Linked DNA regions of Zea mays: all the other regions are linked to region 4. The links are chromatin contacts, called in public Hi-C maps. All regions are on one chromosome and are shown on one strand. The core of a region is the stretch at or near the end of the contact, and the rest is flanking DNA. Distances in the headings are between cores, read along the strand shown.

Region 1 (5,263 bases), core at 21-2,520, 220 kb after region 4:
CTACGGTATTTAGTCAGCCGTAGAAAGTTAGTCGTAGGAAGTTAGTCAGCTGACGGCGCTGACGGCGTGAAGCTACTAACTTCCGAAAACCTACTAACTTCCGAGAGGCTTATTTGGATGTAGGAAGTTAGCTAACTTCCTAGAGGGCTCTAGGAAGTTAAGCTAACTTCCGACAAAAAATTTCCGAGAGCCAAACTTTCGACAGGATGGCTTAACTTCAGAGAGTTTAGCTAACTTCCTAGAGTTTAGGGCTAACTTCCTAGGGTTTAGGCTCTAGGAAGTTCACTATTTTGGTGTAGTGTGCTGGATGGTCTGTGTCTGTGGTCCGGACGGTCCACGCGCGCGCAGAACCAGTTAGGGTTCCGAGTTTCTTGCTACAGTTGTTGGCTAGATTCGCGGAATTAGCCCGGGAAATCTGTTTGTAACTGGTCCAGCCCCCTCCTCTATAAATACAGAGGATTACAGTCGATTAATCATCAACAATCGAATCAATAATCAGTTTATCTCGCATTTATTTCTTGTGCATTTAGTAGTAGGTCTAGTTTAGCTTTCCAATCCCCAAATTCTCCGCTTCTCTTCGGCTCTACGTCGACTAGAGGAGTCTAGGTCGGCCTGCCGAGCCTAGACAACACCTAGGATCTCTCCTCCCCGATGGGGTCCCTTCCGGGAGCGAGATCCAGGCGCCGGCGATCTTCGTCGCCCCTGCGTACGCGCGGACCGTCCGGCCTGTAGGCGCGGACCGTCCGACTCGTCAGGCAGGAAACCCTAGCCCTGCCACAGGTCGCGGACCGTCCACGCCTGTACAGAGAGCACCGCTGCCGATTCTCACGCAGTGGTTGGCGTCAAAAAGAACCAACAACACGAACCATATATCCGCGTTCTACCCGCCCAATTGCCATCTCTACTTGTATCCCGAGCCAATGCGTGCATAAAAAGATTACTTACCGAGATGGCGGATCAAAATGAATTTTTTAGTATAATTGAAAGAGCTGGAACTTCGTTCGGTTATTAAAAAAATAAAAATGTAACGTATGTGGTGTGGGACAATAGAGCAACCCTTCTTCTGGGTGGAAGTGGCGGCAGAAATTGAGAGTATTTTCTTTCCGGAGCAACAACACATGGCAGAACAGATCAATCCAAGGGCATCGTGTGTTGCTGGTGCTAAAGTGAGTTGCGGTTGAAATTGTTTTTTTCTTTTCGGACGCCGCGGCTCTGGCTGGCTGTGGCTGGAGGCTGGAGCTGGCAACCTGGCATTACGATTAATCTGTTGCATGAAGCAAACGATTCCTTGCACTTGCAGCTTGCAGCGTGCTTTCCGCACCTTGACGCCGTCGCCTTGATCCACTGCAGCTGGAGGGTGGCATCGCATTCGCAGCCGCCAAATCACATCTATTTATACTCGTCCGGCAAGGAGTCCAAAGAGTAGTGACACGAGAAGACCAGGGGAGGGGAGAGCCACAAATCTCCACTGACGATGCAGGACGCCGTGGCGACCCACGGCCCCGCCAATGCCGCCGCCGGCGCCACCTTCTACTGCGCCGCCGCCGGCGTGTACGCGAGCACGCACCCTCCGGTGGCCCTCCCGTCCGACCCCTCCCTCTCCCTCGTCCCGCACATCTTCGCCCGCCTACCCGCCGCCCGCCCCGACGCCCCGGCCCTCGTCGACGCCGCCACTGCCGAGGCCCTCTCCCGCGCCGACCTCCGCCGCCTCGTATCCGCCCTCGCGGCGGGCCTCCGCCGCCGTCGGGGCCTCCGTGAGGGGGACGTCGTGCTCCTCGCTCTGCCGAACTCCATCGCCTTCCCCGTCGCGTTCCTCGCCGTCCTCGCCGCCGGGTCCATCGCCACCACAATGAGCCCGTTCAGCGCCCCCGCCGAGATCGCCGCTAGGGTTCGGGACACCAGCCCCGCCCTCGTGTTCGCCACGCTCGACAACGTCGGGAAGCTCCCGCCGTTGCGCGTCCCGGTCGTCCTCGTCCCCGACGCCTTCCACCTCGCGGACGAGGGCGCCCCCGAGTTCGCACCCTTCCGCGAGTTGCTGCTGCTCGATTCCGAGCCACTGCCGGGCCCTTCGGTCGGTCAGGACGACGCGGCCGCCATCCTCTACTCGTCGGGGACGGGCGGCCGGAGCAAGGGCGTCGTGCTCACGCACCGCAACCTCATCGCCACGGTCGAGCTCTTCGTGCACTTCGAGGCCTCGCAGTACGCCGCACCTGCTTGTGATAATGTCTACCTGGCGGCGCTGCCCATGTTCCACGTCTACGGACTCTCGCTCTTCGCGGTGGGACTTCTCTCGCTCGGTTCCACGGTGGTCGTCATGAAGAGGTTCGACGCAGGCGAAGCCGTTAAGACCATTCGCAGATTCAAAGTCACGCACTTCCCGGTCGTTCCGCCCATCATGGCGGCGCTGGTGCACACCACCAAGCCAGCGGCAATGCCGTTGGAATGCTTGGTGCAAGTGTCAACCGGTGCAGCGCCGTCCAGCCGCAGGCTCATCGACGACTTCGTCAAGGCTTTCCCTCACGTCGATCTCATTCAGGTTCCTGCCTACCCCACTTACAGTCACTTCATTCGTTCTTCCCTACCTTGCCCAAGTTAGTTATGCTTATGCTTGATGTGGACGACTCTGCTATGCCACTACAGTACGGAACAAAACCGCGCACAAATCTGGAAATCAGTTTGAATCAGTTTCATTTAGGAGAAAAAAATCCATTCTACACTGCTCTGAAGTCTGGATAGTCTTTTAATAGGAACAAAAGCGTTGAGTTTTACCTAGTTACATATCAGGTAACCATGCAATATTTTAATAGTGTCAGATAGGTGAAGACAAGTGTCAACTAGCTGAAGACAAGTGTGTGTATTCCACATTGGTATTACATGCTCGTGGGTGCAGGTGTCGGAATCAGTGGTACAACGTACACGTGTCTGAGGTGCCCGTATGGGGTGTTTGAGGCTATGTTTTGCTCTCCCCTGTTAAAAATAGAACACCAACCTAGCAGGTAGAATCAGAAATTGTTTTTTTTCCAAAAATAGCTGCTTCCTAGTACAATTTTCGTAGCATCTGGCGATCTTGGACCCTACTTTTGACTTTCAGCTTTCTACTTTTCCAAATGGCTGGAAATAGATAGACATTTTACAAATATTTCGAGGGAGATAGAAGAGAAGGGTAGGTTTCATAGTTGTTTTAACTAGATAGCACATATCTCACAACAGCTTTTACACATCTAAACTAAAAATAGACCCTGGCTTAGCAAGTTCCTTGTGGACAATGTCAAATGTCACTAGGAATCTGATGTGAGTATAGGTTGTTTGGTTTGGCAAAAGAAAAAAAATGGATACGAATGTCTACGTAACAATAAGGCCTTGTTTGGTTCTTTTCAAAACTGTGACAATTAAAATGAGATGCAAACAAGTGGATTTTTTTTAGGGGGGAGGGATCCTTATAATCCAATTATCCATCTCCACCCTATTACTTAATCTCTCTTTAGAATTCAGGGATTCAAACATATCTCACTTTTTAAATCTAGATTCTACCATCACTGTTTGCATAATCTTATGAGATCCAAACACACACTCAAAATGATCATGTGCCTTTTTCAGAATTATAAGGTTAACCTTCCTAGAAACCGACGTGTGTCAGCAGGTGCGGTGTTTGACTCACAGGTTTTTTATGCCTAATGCCAACCACCACTTGGAATCTGACCCATGTGTATGTTCTCTGATTTTACTAAACAAGGACACTAGTATATGGGTAACACTAATAAACTCAAAGTATGATTCCATGTCTTGTTTAGAATTTTTTTTGAAGCTCAATGGGGAAATGCTCCCCACCTGACATTCTATTTCATTGTCGTTTGCTCGCAGTGACATACAAACAGCTTACATTTACAACCCGGCATGAACCGAGCTTGTTCTTTTTTGTTTGGAGGAGGAGGGGGTGGGGGTTGCTGTTTACATCTTATTGCCTCGCACTGGAAAACACCATCTGCCAGGCAGCACGCACACCCAGTTCTCTGCTTCGGTGGCTGTAGCACCAGATTTCAGCTTCGTTGCCGCATCGTTGCAGGAGACATTTTAGTGATGCTGCCTCCTGACGAAAGACCAGAGCGTTCCTACGCTTCCATAGTTGCCAGCAACAGAGATGAATGAATGATGAGAACTCAGCTTTTGGGATATTCGTAGGTCTTTCAACGCGATGAAGTTGAGACACTTCAAGGTCCGCTAGAATTTGGATGCCGATTGCTTGCCAGAACATTTTGGCATAACTGCAACCTAGCATAATGTGTCGTGCCGTTTCACCTGCCCACACTCTTCACAGCCATCTTCCTCAAGTATCCTCTTCTTCCTAAGATTTGTTTTGCATTGTATCTTTTCTTGGGCAAGTAACCATGCAAAAAACTGAGCATGCTTGATTCCTAATTGAGTTGACCTTCCTAATTGAGCATGCCTGATTCCTAGATCACCTGTCAATTCACTAAGACAATGGGGGGACATGGCAAATATTAAGCTAGACACGGGCGTATATGGTGTTTGAATTTACATGTTTTTTTGGCACAATGCCAAATGCCATTAGCACTAGTGTAGGTTCTCTAATTTAGCAAGCCAAAAAGAAAAGAAACTAGGACACAAGTATCCGGGTAACACTAATACACTATACACATACAAATGAGAATGGGCAAGGTTGATCCAACCTACAAGAGCAAGGTCAATGGTCCCAGGGGCCAACCTCAGAGTCTGAAATTGGTCAATAGAGTAAGATGGGTCGATCCAATCATCACATACAATCCATTTTTTCAAATTTGTTGATCCTCTTCGTTTTTCCAAACAAGCATGATTTGTCATAACTTTTAAGCAAGTCTATACTTGGAAGTAGATCAAGGAATATCCTGAAAATAGATAAAATTGAAATCTCATTCACTTTCAAACTTATTTTTTTAATGTGTTGCTAATATCCTTAATGTGTTATCATGATACTATTTAATCTTTTATCTCATCTTACCTAGAGGCGTTGATAATTTTTATAGCTCATGATAGCAGAAAAATATTTGAGCCGACTCGTGCTACCCAATGGACTAGCAAGGCTACAACTTTTTAGGTAAAATGTGCTGACTCATGATCCCTAAAAGTTTGCCTTGAGGCCACAGGGTGGGTCAGCCCATTCCCATCCATGAATACACACAAAATATGGGTAACTTGAGTACTTGACCTTCCCGGTTGACCATGCCTGACCATCTCTCAGTCTGCCACCGTCATGTGGTGATGTGTA
Region 2 (5,721 bases), core at 353-2,852, 150 kb before region 4:
AGACTCCAAACCTATCTCGATACACTGCTCTATAGGTTTCAGATTACTGTGTGTGGTCTGAAAATTCAGAGTCTTATTAGCTCTGTTTTGGGGTATGTTTTCAGGAGATTTCATAGTGTTTTAGGGTTGGGTCTCTTAATTGAACTTATACCCCTATAGTAGCTCTACCATTTTGATGTACTAACCTAGGACAGAATCCTCATGAATGAAGAGATATACAGCCCCAAAGATGGTCCCAAATTACTGGAATTCAGACTTAGTCATATGGTTTTCATGGGTCTTTTTACAAAGAGGTCCAAATCTTACTATTCAACTTGTAAATCCTTGAATATGAAAGTTAGTGGGTTTGAGGTGCTCTTTTACTTTGATATTTGCACTTTGGTCCAAAAGTGTACAAAGTTTACACTTAGCCCCCTAGGGTTTAAATTTTAGGGTTTTCGAGGGTCTTTTCAGGGCTTTGAGCACTTTAGGGTTTTGGTTTTACTAAAGTCCATCAAAGGTGATATCTCATGATCATTTCTCATATATTTTGAAGTTTTCACATGTTTGGATTTACCTTATATCCATAAGCCCAAATCTAGGGTTAAGCACTTGACCCTAGGGTTAACCACACATCAAGCCATATCAGTACAACATTTTTGAAATTTTCACCTAGTGAATGCACTCTAGGTGTGACAACCACATGATATGCTAATCCTCATAATGTTATGCTCAAGTTTTAGTGACAGTAACACCAGAGGTGTTACAGGTACCTGAGGAGCAGCTACCGATGGAGGACCTTAGTGTTCAAGATGACCTGACTTATGTTGAGTACCCTATCAAGATTCTTGATACTTTGACTCGAGTTACAAGAAATAAGGTTATAAAGATGTGCAAAGTGCAATGGAGTCACCATGGCGAAGATGAAGCTACTTGGGAGCGAGAAGAAGAGCTTCACATAGATTTTCCCCATCTTTTCCCTAGTCCTTCCTAAAATCTCGAGGACGAGATTTCTGTTAAGGGGGTAGGATTTGTAATACCCAATTTTTTAAGAGATAATGTAAAAGGAGAAAATTTATTTTTCTTTAGTTATATGTGTGTGTTGTATCTACATACCATCACATGTGAATACCATATTTAAAAAAACAAATAATTAATAAATGACATGCCACTAAATTGTGCATCATGTTGGACCTTATTTAGTGTGTATTTTGTGACAATATAAAAATAATATAAAAAGAAATAGGTTAAAATCCAAATTTGGAGATTTGACCCTAATTTGCAAATTGGAGTTTAGAGTAGAGAAAGAAAAATGTTATACAAAAATAAAGAAATATATATAAAAATATAATAATATAGTTAAACCATCCATACTATTGGGTTAAATTTGTACATTTAAAATGAATATGAGTTCAGATTTAAAGTTTGATTCAAATTTGAATTTGAAATCCAAAAGGAGAAAGGAAAAATAAAAAGAAAAAAAGAAAAGATGAAACTCGTGTTGGGCCAAAACCTAGCGCGGCCCATAAATTCTAACCCGCCGCTCAGCCATCCCCCTGCGCGCTGCGCGCCGTACTGACCACCGGGGCCCGCCTGGCAGTCTGTGCTCTCGCGATCTTGCTCCCTTCACTGTGCAGTGGCCCCACATCGTCAGGCGCATCCTGGTTTTGCTGCGCGCGCTGCGCGCACGGTTGCTGGCGCGTGGGCCCGGGCCGTCAGGGGGTCACTCCAACAACTTCGCCCGACGATGGCAGAAGCTCGCCGTCGATTCCGGGTAAGCCGTTGCGGCTGCGGCTCAGCCCACACCTATATCAGTGGCCACGATCCCTTGCCTCTCTCCGCTCCACAGCTTCCCTAGGTTCACCGCCGCCCGTTCTCTGGCCTTTCTACATCACGCACAGAAAACCTGGAGATCTCGCCCCAAGCTCGAATCCGCCTCCATTAACAGCCTAAACCTACCCCGCCGCCAGCAGAGAAGTGTTGGTAGGGAGGCCACCGTGTAGGAGTCGCTGGCATCCGTCTCTCAACTCCATCCGCGGTCGGAGAGATCTCCTTGGCGCGTCTGGTGCCGCTGCGGTGCATGATTGGGGCCCCTGCCGTCTCGATTCAAGGTATGTAAACCACCAAAAAGTTCGCCATCTCCCATGCTTCGCGTAGAACCAAACCGCTCGGCTAGACGGGCGCCAGATCGTCGGCTAGTCGCGCGCCGGCGTGCTTTCCGGCGAGGGCGCGAGTGCTCTGGTCGACCTCGGCTGCAGGGTAGAAGAAAGGCGCCTAGCCGTGCGATTGGATGCAGACGGCTAGGATTAGTTTGATTGCATACCCCTTTGTTCTGGAGATCCCTGGCCGTTCATCTGCGAATTAGCGAGCACGATTTCCCCACGGGTGTGTTGGATCCGAACCGTAGATTCAAGATCCTGCGGTTACCATGTTGTCCCGTTCCAGTGGAGTCGAGATCTAATCTGCGCCGCCCGCGCGGCATCCAACGGCCAGATTCCTCCCATACCCCTCGTGGGTGCATTTTATTAAAGAACCTTCCTGGAAGTTAGAATTTAAACCCGCAGTCCACTCTGGTGGGAACCTGAGTCTGTGGGGGGTTTTGCGAGGAAGCCCCTGCGCTTTCGGGAATTTGAGGCCCAGTCCAGAGATTAGAAAACCAGGGAAATAAAAATTAGAAAATAGATTTTTGGTATTAAATTAATTGCAGAAACTTGTTTAATTTATAGAAAATTCATATGAACTCCAAATTGGTCCATTCCAATTTCTAAAAAATTTGTAATATTAAGGTTTATCACCTAGGGTCTCTGTTGTGACATGAAAACAGTAGTAAAATTAATGTCTCACTTAACCATATATCAAGCACATGAAACCTTGGAACATTCATAACTTAAAATCTATAACTTTAAATTTAATGATTCCAGTTTCTATGATCTTATTTTAATGTCTAGATTATTATTGTGTTTTTTATTTACATGTTTGGTGTGATATTAATTTTTGCTATACTATGCATGTATTGTGTTGATGCGAATAGACGAGCAAGCTACTAAGGATCCTGAGGTTCAGCTGGTAGAGACTGCTGAGCAGGAGCTCGTGGAAGGTAAGTTGTGCCCTTGATCACTTCTTTTATCCAGTCATGTTCTTATTAATCATAATGATCTGCATAGGTTAATTTTGATGGGACCCAATATGTTACTCTAGATTTTGACTATCTTTATACCTTGTTTCACCACTGGTTTTACTACTAAATTTTTGGGTAGTACATGCTATTGCTTTATGTGGCTTTGGGTATAGAGATATTCATCACTCATTGTTATAATTTTTATTATCTGTTTATTATTACTGTTCACGATAGGATCATTATGTTAATGGGAACATAGAGAACCACCCGGGAAAACAGTGCTACCACAAGGGTTTAATGTGACACCCTTGGCTGATTAACTAGGAAAGCTAGTGGATGACTACCTTACCCGAAAGGGGCAAGGGCAGTAGGGGAGTGGTCAGTGTAGGGAGGTCCTTGGGTTGATTTTGCTGCGATGGCGGTCAGGCGAGGGATTCCTGCACTGGAGCTTCCTATAAACTATAGCGGGTTTTCTGAAGCTAATGAAACTTTGTAAAGGCCTCATAGTGGTACCCTGCCTCGCTTCCTAGGTAGATGTGTATGGGGTCTGATCAACTCTGTGGCAAATGGGTAACACGACTTCTGGATAAAGATGCGCAACCTCTGCAGAGTGTAAAACTGGTATACTAGCCGTGCTCACGGTCATGAGCAGCTCGGACACTAACATGATTAATTTATGGAACTTAAACTCAATTTGTCATTTCATTGCATTGGGATTATTTTATTATTATTTTTACTTATTATTACTATGGTTTGGTATTTACTTACACTTAGTAACTGCTAATAAAATTTGACCAACTTATTAAAAGCAATGCTCAGCTTAACCCCTACTGTTGATCAGCTTTACACTTCACATGAACTCCCACCTTTGGTGAGTTCATGCACATTATTCCGCACAACTTGTTGAACGATGAACATGTGTGAGCTCACCCTTTGCTGTCTCACACCCCCACAGGAGAAGAACAGGTGGTTCAAGAGAAGACACATCGAGGAGTTCGATTCGATCTAGGTGGCGTCTCCCAGTTGACTTTCTGGCGCCAAGGATGGATTTTAGATCCTTTTATATTTATCTTTTATTTTGTAAGATTTCTGCTATGTAATAAATACTCTGATTATTGTGACATTTATCTCTATACACTCTGTTATTATATATGTTGTCTTCTTTGGCGCATGTATGAGATGCACCCGGCTTTGTCCTTAAAATCCGGGTGTGACACTAACCGGTTTAATTGAGCCCTACCGCGCTGGTGAGGTCTGCTCCCATCCGCCACTCGACGAGCGCACGTCGGTGAACGTGGACCGGCCAACCCGAGTCATCACTGCCGAGTCGAAGCACAGAGACCACTTCACCAGAGCCTGGTGAAGCTCCCAGGCTTCTCTTTGGAAGCCTACCCACACCAGAGACGAGGATCACCACCGCCGGACCTTCCCCGCTCGCCTATACGCAAGGACCGGACGCCACTGGCCTCCTCCGACCAATCGCCACTGTCACCAAGCTCGTCGGACCCCCACGAGACCCCCCGACCTCTTCCCCGACTCGCTACCGCCGCCGGTAAGGTACAATCGCTCACCGGAGTTCGCGTTTAATGTTCCGGCAAGGGTGGAGCGCGGGTTAAGGATTGGAAAAACCCAGGGGGTTTTTCGCACTGTTAGTGACACGAATGAATAGTGCTCTAGAGACCTAGATTTAATACGAACAGTAGAAAAGCTCGGGGACCCCAGCGCAAGTTGGCTTTTCTTTCTTTTTCCTTCCTTTTATTTCAGCAGAGAACTTCAAAAATTGGTAACTTGAGTAATACTAGCCCAAAAATTGTGAAACCAATTTTGCTCCACCACAAATAAAGTGCTCTGCCTGTTAAAAATATAAAACTTTGTAGTTTATGTATCTAATCAAGAACTTTTGATTTAATGTTGAAAACTGCCTAAAACAAGAAAATAGAGGGAAAATAGAAGAACATTTACACTGAGAAAATTTGTGGAGTTGCCCAGAATGTAGTTACACCATCAAAAAAGACTAATTACCCCAATACACAAGGTTAAGCAAGGATTGCTTATTTAAACCTATTTTTGGCCAAACCTTGGAAAAATAGAAAAAGACACTAAAAATGGAAACCAGAGAGCAATAGTATTTTTCCTAGCATGATCGAGTGATAAAGTTCATAAGAAAAATATATGAAACCCTAGTCCAGTAGTGATTTGAAATTTATGATTTTATTTAGGTATTAAGTATTTAATAAAGGTAATGATTAAAAATATGAAGACATATGAAATAGTGGTAAGAAAAATTTAGTAGACCCCTAACCACTAAAGCACCACTATAAAAAATGGTAACCACCCCAAAGTATCACCGTAAATAGGTTAAACAAATAAAACTGGGATTTTCCAAATACATCAAAAAAAATCAAAAGAAAGTCTAAAACTGGGAAATAGGGAGCAACTCTATTTTTCCCCAAGTACTTATGATGTGTACTATAAGGGAAAAATATAAAACTAAGGTGAAAATACAGTGGTATACACCCCACCCCCTGCCCCATGAAAAAGATCATATATTCTAAGAAATCAAACAACCCATCCCCTATAAGTAAAAATAACCAACTTTAAGAATGATTGCTCTTGCGCAAAGA
Region 3 (5,049 bases), core at 2,354-4,853, 140 kb after region 4:
TTGAGAAGTTGAGAAAAGAATGAAGGACTACCACACGCGCGAGCGCACCGCCGCCAGCCGGGCTGGGCTGTGGCTCTTGTCGAATATTCCTTTCAAACGGTTGCGCATTTTGCCTGGAGTGATGATCGTCCGTTTACTGTCTTCTGGCTAGTAACGGACGTTAGTTACTCGTCATTTTCTAGTTCTAATGGCGTGACTATTTCTATTTGTTCTCCTTCTCCCTCCTTCTGACTGCCTATAAGAATGGAGAGGAATGACTCTCTTTCGGTTACGCCTCCCTCCTTCTGACTGCCTATAAGAATGGAGAGGAATGACTCTCTTCCGGTTACGCGTGATCTCTCACACGCGTTGCAAATAGCACGTCCCCTCCCATCTTCTGCGAGCAGAGAGAGAGTGGGAGAGCAAGCCTCCAAAATCGTTGTCCACAGAGATACACTTGCATGGGTGGGCGGACGATCAGATTTTTGGGGCGTATTCGTGACTACTCGCTTCATCCGTTAGACTAGCGATGCTTCGTCTACATCCGGTTCTTCATCGTCTTTCCCGGACGACACGTGCTGCTGTTCTTCTTCCGGCGACTGTTCGAGGGACTGCACTGCATACAACTTCCCGCATTGAATTTGTACGGCTACATTGAACATACACACGAGATGTCTCGTGTGAATGGAGCTATTGATGCCTTGAACATCGGTCCCTCCGCAGTGTACTTTCCGTTTTTCGTATTTGTGCATGTTTTATTGCTATTTACTGCTTATGCGAGTAGTGATACACACATGCACATACATGTCATCACATATATGACACTGTTTTTCTGGATTAAATTAAACCTGATAATGCCTAAATTTCTAACGCTCCAAAAACCTGATATTAGGCATTTTTCTATTAGTGGTTTTGCTGCTGTGTTAAAACAAAGGGAACCATTTGATGGGACGTTTTATGAGAGATAGTGTAGTAAAATGATACTATGGTTGATAGCAATGAACTGCTATCACGCCGCACAGGAGAAACCCGAACAGTTCACTCCTGAAGAGGAGCGAATGTTCGACGTTGTCGATAACCAGTTTTGAGGCGCCGTGATTGGCGCTCTTGCCAACAAGTATGTTGATTCTTATCTAACATGCACATTTTCAAAAGAATTATATGATGCATTAGATGAGAAATTTGGTGTTTCTTATGCCGATAGCGACTTGTACATCATGGGGCAGCTGTTTGACTATAAGATGGTGGAAAACCATCCTGTAGTTGGACAGGCTCATGAAATACAGGCACTGGCCAAGAAACTCAAACACTTCACATGTGTCTTGCCTGATAAGTTCGTGGCCGGCGATATTATCGCTAAGTTGCCGCCCTCTTGGACGGACTTTGCTACCACTATAAAACATAAGAGACAAGAGTTTAGTGTGGCTGAGCTTATTGGTTCTCTTGATGTTGAGGAGAGGACGAGAGCAAAAGATACTCATGAAAAAGGAATCGAGACTTCTAGTGCCAATATGATACAAAAAAAGAATTCCAATGCATCACATAATAATAAAAAAAGAACAAGCAACAGAATGCCACGAAGCCCAAGCAGGCAGCCACGTTCGAAAAGAAGAACAAAGGAGCTGGTTGCTTTGTTTCTGGGAGTACTGATCATTGAGCTAGCGCTTGTCCAGTCCACAAATTTAAGCAAGATAAAAATCGGCTCAAGAGAAGAAAACAGTAAATATGGTTATTAGCAAGACTAGAGAAAGAACATCGGGGTATGGTAATCTTTTACCTACTATTCTTTCTGTGTGTCAATCCCCTAAGTGGTGGGCTGATATTGGTGCTAATATTCATGTGGTGTTGATATTTCATTGTTTTCTTCTTATCAGAGCAAAGGGACTGTAGCCTTGCTGATGGAAAACAGATCATATGCGTGTGTTCTTGGTGTTGGTACAGTCATTCTGAAGTTTATTTCAAGAAAGACAGTGCTATTGAAGAACGTGCATCATGTCCCCTCCATAAAAAAGAATCTAGTTGGTGGCTCACAATTATGTCGAGATGGCTACAGACTTTTTTCAGTCTAATAAATGTATACTGTCAAATTATGGAACATTTGTTAGAAAAGGCTATGGTAGTGGAGGCTTGTTCCGCTTATCTTTACATGATACGTGGCTCGTTGTAGATCGGACCTTGGTCCGAATATTCCTTTCAAACGGTTGCACATTTTGCTTGTCGTGATGACTGTCCGTTTCCTGTCTTCTGGCTGGTAAAGGACGTCAGTTACTCATCGATTTCTAGTTCTAATGGCGCGACTGTTTTTGTTCGTTCTCCTTCTCCCCTCCTTCTGACTGCCTATAAGAATGGAGAGCGAGGACTCTCTTCCGGTTACGCACGATCTCTCACACGCGTTGCAAACAGCACGCCCTCGTCCCATCTTCTGCGAGCACAGAGAGAGAGTGGGACAGCATGACTCCGAAATCGCCGTCCGCAGATAAACAGTTGCACGAGTGTGTGGGCGATCAGGTTTTTGGGAGCGTATTCGCGACTGTTCGTTTCATTCGTTCGACCAGCGCTGCTTCGTCTACACCCGGTTCTTCGTCGTCTTCCCTGGGCGACGTGTGTTGTTGTTCTTCTTCGGAAGAACTTTCGAGGGACTGCACTGCGTACATCTTGCTGCATCGAATTTGTACAGCTACATCGAACATACACACGCGATATCTCGTGTGAATGGAGCCACTGATGCCTTGAACATTGGTCACTCTGCAGGATACTTTCTGTTTTTCGTATTTATGCATGTTTTATTGCTCGTTACTATTTATACGAGTAGTGATACACACATGCATATACATATCGTCACACTGGTTTTCTAGATTAAATTAAACCTGATAATGCCCAGTAAATTTCTAACAGATTACAACTAAAACAGTTCAAATAGCTAAATTTAATCCGAATGGAACAACCTATCATGTCCTAATAATTATTTTGCAGGGGACGTGCGACCTTGTCTGCGTGGTGTACAGCCGTACAGGCATTGTAGGTAGTTGGAGGCTTGGAGCACATGACCGGCGATCCCGCATGTTCCGTTTCCTCGGCGGGAGGAGATGCGCTTGACGTGTTGACTCTCTGCAAGTGCTCCTCCTGTCAGTGAGCCAACCGTTCCTTGCTTCCACAGACCACAGGGGCTTGGACTTGGAGGTTAGTACAAACCAGTTGCGGGATTGATTACAGATAACCAGCGTAGGGTAGCTGCCTACCTGTTGCTTGTTACAAGTACTGCCTTCACAGAGAATTTGGACGGACATGTGACACCGACGCATGTGGGTCAGTTGGTGGAAAGTTCCAAAAGGTTATCATTCGATTCGAGTGCCATCTCATCCGTGTATATGGAAATTCCAAGCCCGCCGCTTGCTCTCCTTGTCACGTTGTTCAGCAAGCAGCGCGGTCCTCTGTTTGTCACGTCGTCGCTGGGCTGGCGCTTCCTTGGCTCGCTTCGCTGAAGAAAAGAGAGAGCAGGGCAGCAGCACCGCGAGGACGACATGCATCCACGACGAGTGAAGACTGAAGAGCCCGTCCATCCACGCTCCACGGGCCGCACAGCGACAGATAGAAACCGGCTGTGACCAACTGGCCAGCACCACGCAACAGCTAGACTAGACTGGTAGAAGAGCTAGACTGCTAGAGCCTAGAGCCGCCGCGTCCCGCGTGCGTCGTGCGGCGCTCTCCCGATCCCGAGTGCATGCTACCTCACCTGCGTGTGCGCCGCGTTTCAACTCGAGAAAGAAGACACACCGTCGCGGCGCACGCGGCCTCTGGTTTCTGATTTCCTGGTTACCCTTTCCCTCCCTGCATTTGCCTTTCAGATCAGGCGGCAGCACCTTCCTCTCCTCCCCTTCCCTTCCGTCTCATCTTCGTTCCCTTCCGGGGTCATCCCTTCCGTCCTCCTCCTACCAAGTCCCAAGGCCGCGAGACAGACAGACAGACAGACAGAAAGAGAGAGCAGAGCAGACAATGGCGACGCTCGAGGACCTGGGCGTCTCCGCCTTCATCAACATCCTGGGCGCCTTCGTCTTCCTGCTCCTCTTCGCCGTCCTCCGCATCCAGCCCGTCAACGACCGCGTCTACTTCCCCAAGCTCTACCTCGCGCACAAGCGCCACCAGCACGACCACGCCGCCCGCTCCGCCTTCCGCCGCTTCGTCAACCTCAACCTCTGCACCTACGTCACCTTCCTCAGCTGGGTGCCCGGCGCGCTCCGCATGTCCGAGCCGGACCTCGTCGCCCACGCCGGGCTCGACTCCGCCGTCTACCTTAGAATCTACACGCTCGGGTACGCCGCGCGCCCGCAATTCTCTCTTCCGCCGCTCCCCCTCTGCTGCTTCTCCCTTCTTCTACTACTACTACTCTACTACTACTGCTTGCTTCTCCCTTCTTCTTCTTCTGCTACCACCACTACCCGCAATTTCTTTCCTGCGAAATCAATTACTACTACTACTGCTGCGGTTGCAATTCTGGTTGGTCTCACTGCTCGTTCACTCTCGGACGAGGTCTGCCTTAGCTAACGTTCAAGGTGCATCTTTTTCTTTTCTCATCTTCTGTTCGTGGTGTGTGCTACTTGCTGCAATCGTTTCGCTCTGGAGTGCCAGCAAACAAATGCATCATTCTCTCCTCCAACGATTCAACAAAACCACCGGCGTCGAGGTCGAGGGGATGGAGTTCGTAATCTATCGCACTTTCCCCCCTCTTTTGCTGAACTCCTCCTGCAAACGGCGGATTTTTCTCCATGAGTTTTAATGACGGTTTTCCAGATTTCCATCGCCAGCTTTGCCTGCCTGTATGCATACGAGGGTTTGCGTCTGGCTACCGCATTCCTCTCGGCAACTTGCTTTCCATATTTAATTACGGAACCTTTTGAGCAGTTGTGCTTGTTTCCTCGTCTCACGCACAGCATAGAAAGCCGTCACATTTAGGCACTCTGCAAATTGCTAGATGAAACAAATAAAAAAACCGGCAATTTTCCCCTTCCAAAAAATATAATTGCTTGATTATCCTTCCAGAAATAACAGCGCGTTTTCCTTCCAACGAGAATT
Region 4 (5,348 bases), core at 812-3,311:
ACAATTACACCCCACCCACCATGTCCAAACTAGTACAACTTAAGATTCTAACCGATGCATGTGTTATTGTAGGTTAGTATTTAAGTACCGAGTTGTAGCACAAAACAATGATCAAGAAAAATAACTCGATTACGTGCCTCCCAAAACTAGTGGATAGTGATAAAAGTACCAAGTAAGAATAGAGGCGTAGCCAGGATTTTTCTTTAGGAGGCCAATACATATATAACTACAATTATAATATTAATAAATAGAGTACATGTACATATACAATATATAATAGTCACTAGTTATAACAATTACCACATATATGCGCTAAGTACGTACTAAATTTTAACTTATTATAAGCTAACATTTTTTATTTTAGCTATATACAACTACAAAACAAATGTTCTTTTGTTAGAGGGGGCCATGGTCCCACTAGCCCCCTTGTCTACGCCACTAAGTAAGAATGATAGGAGTGCTAAACAGCCATAGTGTTTTTCTTTGCCAGACAAAACTTGGATCGGATGGAGTAATGGTGAAAGGAGGAAGGAACACTGGAACACTAAGCTAGCGTTTGTATGATAGCTAGAGATGTCCAAATGGGCCGTGCCCGTCGGGCGGCCCGTGGCACGGCACGGTTTTGGCCCGTCACGAACACGGCACGGCCCGTTAGTCGGGCCGGGCTTGGGCCGCTGCCGTGGCACGCCGTGCCGGCCCGAGCACGGCCCGGTTTTTTTAATTTATTTTTCAGTGCATTTATTTGTATATTAGAAGCAATTTTAATAGTTTAGACACAAAATAAGTTTGGTTTAGTTGGCTAGAGTGGTGTAGCTAAGCATTTTAAACCCTCCAACCAAGGTTCATCCTAGCAAAGCTTGTTTTTAGTCTTTTTTTTACTTATTTTTCTTTCCACCCGGTCAAAGCACGGCGGGCCTTAACGGGCTGTGGGCCGGCCCGGCACGGCACGGCTATATGCGGGCCGTGCTTGGGCCTAGGATGTGGCACGGTGGCCCAACCCGGCACGGCCCGTCAACGTAACGGGCCGAAACGTGCCGGGCCAAAGGCGGGCCCGTGCCGGGCCAGCACGGCCCACCCGTTTGGACATCTCTAATGATAGCAGTGACAAGACGTGTGCATGGTTTGACGGAACAAGGTGTAGGTCTGAAAATGACATGTAACGACAGGTAGGAAGCTAAGTGCGCACGATCGACTACGATGATGGCGGCGAGACATGTAATGTAACGAGGAGATGCAATGTAATGCGTGAAATGAGTGGGTTGAAGCCATAAGAATCAAACAGGTAGGGTAGCTAGGATGGCAGCCACAGAGATGATCATGCAACATGCACATAGATTTGATTAGATGGATCGAGGGAAGAAAAGGATTGGATGATATCCCCAGCACTAGTCGCATGCATATCCTCTTCACCACTCCACTCCACATCAGATCATCGGACTGCATGCATTCTATTGCACCGGCCGGCCAGACCAGCTTCCATCGGCGGCAGATCGATCGAGTGCGCATTGTTCACCTCGAATCTGATGATGATGATGCAAGCAGTAGGAAGTAGTAGTACTAGACAGTAGCTCCTCCTAGAAACATGCATACAGTAGAGTAGATCGCTAGATAGAGACCGATAGACGACAGCAAGCGAGCGATATTGCTGCATGCGCAGGTCTACATCCGTTTCATTCTACGTTGTCTCTTTTCCTTTCTGCATCGATGGGATGGTGGACACGACCAAGAGAGATTCAATTCAGAAAGGGTGGGCTCATCGCCCGCACCACTAGCTTGCTAAACTTTCTGCTTTCCCTGCTGGAGGAGGAAGAGAACTACCACGACGTAGCAGAAGAACGAGCTGCTGAACTGAACTGTTATCGATGGCAGTGCGTCTGGACTAATTGATGCACCAAGCCCATTTTTCGTCCGTTCAATACTGCTCCAGGCTCGATGAGCCGGCCCACATGAAGATGAACAAGTGAAGAGCATCAGAGCCCAGACTTCTTTAGAGCCCAGCCCACGTATAGCACGGAGCCCGCGACGAGCCGACCCGGCGAGCCTGGCCGGCCGGGCGGACCGAACCGAATAGCGAAGGCATAAGCCATCAGTTTCCACCGCACGTCCGCACCCCCTCTCCGGCGTGCCGACGGTATCCATGGCGGCGGTGGTGCGCGGCGTCTTGAGGGGCATCAAGGAGAAGGGACTCACCAACTTCATCCGCGACGTCCGCGACGAAGGATACTTGTAACCCCTCAACTCCCGTCAATACCTTCTCCCCGCGCAAATCAGATTGCCCCCATTTCGATCGATCTCGATCCAGATCTCTCATCTCTCTCTCTTCCCGTCGTGTCACCGCTAGTATTTTTTGTTTGTTGCGGATCTGACGGGCTAGTTCCATGTTTTAATTTGTTTCGATTTGGCTATTCCTGCGGGGTGCGCTCTGGCCTCTAGGACGGGGAAAATTACAAGTAGGGGTTCCTCTCCACATTCTTTTGAATCGCTATTTGGTCCACGATAGTGTCTATGTCTTAGCTCACACAACGCCACATCACTAATGCTGCATAACACTACAATCGCTTATGCAGCATATGCAAGCGTGGATTCATTTTATCAGGTATACATCAACTAAAATGTCCGTTTGCTCGTTTTCAACATACAACATACATTGCTTGTTAGATTGACCCATCACACACCCACTTATATGTGTCTTTCCTGCATTATACATGTCTCGATTTTTTATATGATCAAGTCCAAGACTATATGAACTGGACATGTAATGTAACCTTGTATATTACAGAACAACTTTTTGACTGTTGGCAAACCTAGTATCATGGTTCATAGCAATTCCTTCCCGGAGTTCATGCATTCTTTTTCTTGTCTTCTGCCACATATGTGTTCAGTCAGATCAAACTGTTTGGCTAGACATTGCAAATTATGGTATAATATAATAGTGAAAACAACATAATCTGCTCCATGTGCCAACATAGTGTAATTAATCTTGATGGGCTATGCTCACTTCACAACAATGATTACTTAAAGGTTTCCACTTTCACCTGGAGTCCTTCAAGACAACACAGTATGCCCTCCAATTTCAATATTTAACTGTTTACAGTAGCTATGAACATCTGGCTGTCTTGTATCTATGATCCTTTACTTTTCTGCAATGGAGTGTCACCATGTAAATTGTCTGTCACATGTTTCTGTTTCCAGGAATTGTTTTTGCGTCGTGCCTGATATGAGTTCTCTGGTTTGGAGTCATAGCTAAATTCTACAATGCATATGTAAATCTGTTGTTGCCATATTCTAACATCTCGTTATTTACAGCAAATGCCTTCTGGACGGGAACCTTTTGTAAGTGGCCACCTACCTATTCTCCATTTTTCAAGGAATGGGTGTGGTTATGTGTCTCAGCTGTCAGCACAGCTAATCTTTTTTTCCCCAGGCAAACGAAAATCCACAATATTGGCGCAACACTTGTAGGAGTTGACAAGTTTGGTAACAAATATTATGAGAAACTACATGACACTCAGTATGGTGAGTCAACTCTGTTCTGCTAGTTGATGTGCCATGGTTGTTTTTATTGTGAAATTATTATGATTCGAATTTAAATCGTGAAAGCAGTGGACTGTCATTGGCAGCAATTATATTGCACTTCTCTTTTTTCTTCTTGAACCTATTGGACAAATACCTTAGCTGTTATTACTTTGGGATTCACTTCACTGATGTGCATGTATTTGTTGGAGCAAAATATCTCTTGCATTGCTGGTCATTCCCCCCTGATAGTACACTAGAACACTAAGCATGGTAAATTTTGCAGGAAGGCATAGGTGGGTAGAATATGCAGAGAAAGGTCGTTACAATGCATCCCAAGTGCCTGCTGAATGGCATGGATGGCTGCACCACATCACAGATAGCACCGGGGATAAGGCAAGTTTTGCTCCATGTTATTTGCTTTAATTCCTGAATAGTGTTCATGCTTCAGTCTTCTGATGTGCTTGCAACGGTGCTTGATGCCTTGTTTCTGTCTTGATCTACAATTGAGCATCAGTATTGATGATTTGGAATTTTGTTTACTATTGATGAATAGAATTTGGTTTGTTTGAAAAACTTCATGTTTTTTATGTCACCCACATTGGGATATGTGCCTAAGGGGGTTTGGGTGTTTATTTCATTTGGTGCAAGGAGCTTCAAGGCAATATCTTAATTAGTACATGTCGGGTACCATAATTAGGGGTACCCCCAGTACTCCTAAACATGGCTGGAGAACATCTTTAAAACAAACCATAAAGGCTGGTAAGCACGGTTCAAAGTTAAGGCCTCATCTACCGAGGGACGCGATCCCGTCTCACCCGAGCCCAGCCTCGGGCAAGAATGGTAGTTCCGTACGGATTCACGGCTCGCCCGAGGGTCCCCTCAGGCAGTGGGTGCACACCCGGCTCGCCCGAGGCAAAGCTCGGACAAACTTTGTCGTATGGCGGACTCGGCCAAACCGCCTTGCCACCGACCGTATCACGTGCGCATTTAATGCGGGGATCACCTGACACCTTATCCTGACACACGCGCCTCAGTTGGCAAGGTCGAAATGACCGCAGTCACTTCACCCTTTTACTGATCGTTCTGACAGGATGACGACACTATTCACCCCGTTCAGACCACTGTGCCAACCACCGGGGTAAGACTGACAACAGTAAGTTACCGCCTCTCCCGAAATCAGCCTCGGGCGCAGCAGGAAGTTCCGCCTCGCCCGACCCAGGCCTCGGCCTCGGGAGGAGGTCTTCGCCTCGCCCGACCTAGGTCTCGGCCTCAGCCTCGGCCTCGGGAGGAGATCTTCACCTCGCCCGACCTAGGCCTCGGCTTCGAGAGAGATCACTGCCTCGCCCGAGACGGCCTCGGACCGACTACACGAACAGGGAATACAACACTATCCTTCCCTAGCTAGCCACCTCAGGCTACGAAGGAACAAGACCGGTGTCACATCAAATTACTCCAGTAGCAGGTAATGATGATTCCCGGCATGCGCCCATGACGTCGACTGTCCTCAGCTCTCTACGAAGGCAAAGAAACGTCAGCAGGACCTGGGGCTGCACCGCCAGCCACGCTTCTACAGGGCTCAAGCACTTCTCCGCCGGCCACATTAGCGCATAGCTACACCCCCATATGTACAGCTGGGTCACCTCCTTGTACCTATAAAAGGAGATGTCCAGGGCCTTCCCACGACACCCTTTGAAGGCTGACTCAGACGGCTCACTCTACATCAACCTCCTCTCCACAAACACTAGACCTGGGATCCGTTCCCTCTGTCGCGAAGCTTGTAACCCCTACTACAAGCACCCCGGTGCAAGATAATATAAGCCTCATCCTCTCTC

Evidence for each region. Hi-C and Micro-C count contacts between places; a contact is called where the count stands out from the background.
Region 1: a contact with region 4 is called in a Hi-C map of tassel, with 5 times the contacts expected there. The contact joins the promoter of LOC103637741 here to the promoter of LOC100285721 in region 4. A contact is called at or near these places in 3 of 25 Hi-C or Micro-C datasets (ear, leaf and tassel).
Region 2: a Hi-C map of leaf shows a contact between it and region 4, with 5 times the contacts expected there. The contact joins the enhancer-like site here to the promoter of LOC100285721 in region 4. A contact is called at or near these places in 3 of 25 Hi-C or Micro-C datasets (ear, endosperm and leaf).
Region 3: a Hi-C map of leaf shows a contact between it and region 4, with 5 times the contacts expected there. The contact joins the promoter of LOC103637742 here to the promoter of LOC100285721 in region 4. A contact is called at or near these places in 2 of 25 Hi-C or Micro-C datasets (ear and leaf).

Annotation. Positions count from the first base shown.
Region 1 is chr1:107,286,150-107,291,412 of Zm-B73-REFERENCE-NAM-5.0, reverse strand. It overlaps LOC103637741 (4-coumarate--CoA ligase-like 3), which reads left to right and starts at 1,270. Exons shown (of 6, transcript XM_023301294.2): 1 at 1,270-2,536. The coding sequence starts at 1,475.
Region 2 is chr1:107,655,677-107,661,397 of Zm-B73-REFERENCE-NAM-5.0, reverse strand. No RefSeq gene overlaps it. Among protein-coding and RNA genes, the nearest start is that of LOC103637747, 14 kb to the left of the region's middle. Within about 2 kb of position 1,602, at least 19 of the 20 cell types and tissues checked have an H3K27ac peak or open chromatin away from gene starts, as enhancers often do. A contact at or near this core is called in ear and leaf, where this site is marked.
Region 3 is chr1:107,368,546-107,373,594 of Zm-B73-REFERENCE-NAM-5.0, reverse strand. LOC103637742 (CSC1-like protein) reads left to right here and starts at 3,603. Exons shown (of 11, transcript XM_008660607.4): 1 at 3,603-4,289. The coding sequence starts at 3,973.
Region 4 is chr1:107,504,858-107,510,205 of Zm-B73-REFERENCE-NAM-5.0, reverse strand. It overlaps LOC100285721 (NADH-ubiquinone oxidoreductase subunit B17.2), which reads left to right and starts at 2,061. Exons shown (of 5, transcript NM_001367226.1): 1 at 2,061-2,226; 2 at 3,307-3,333; 3 at 3,425-3,516; 4 at 3,800-3,909. The coding sequence starts at 2,138.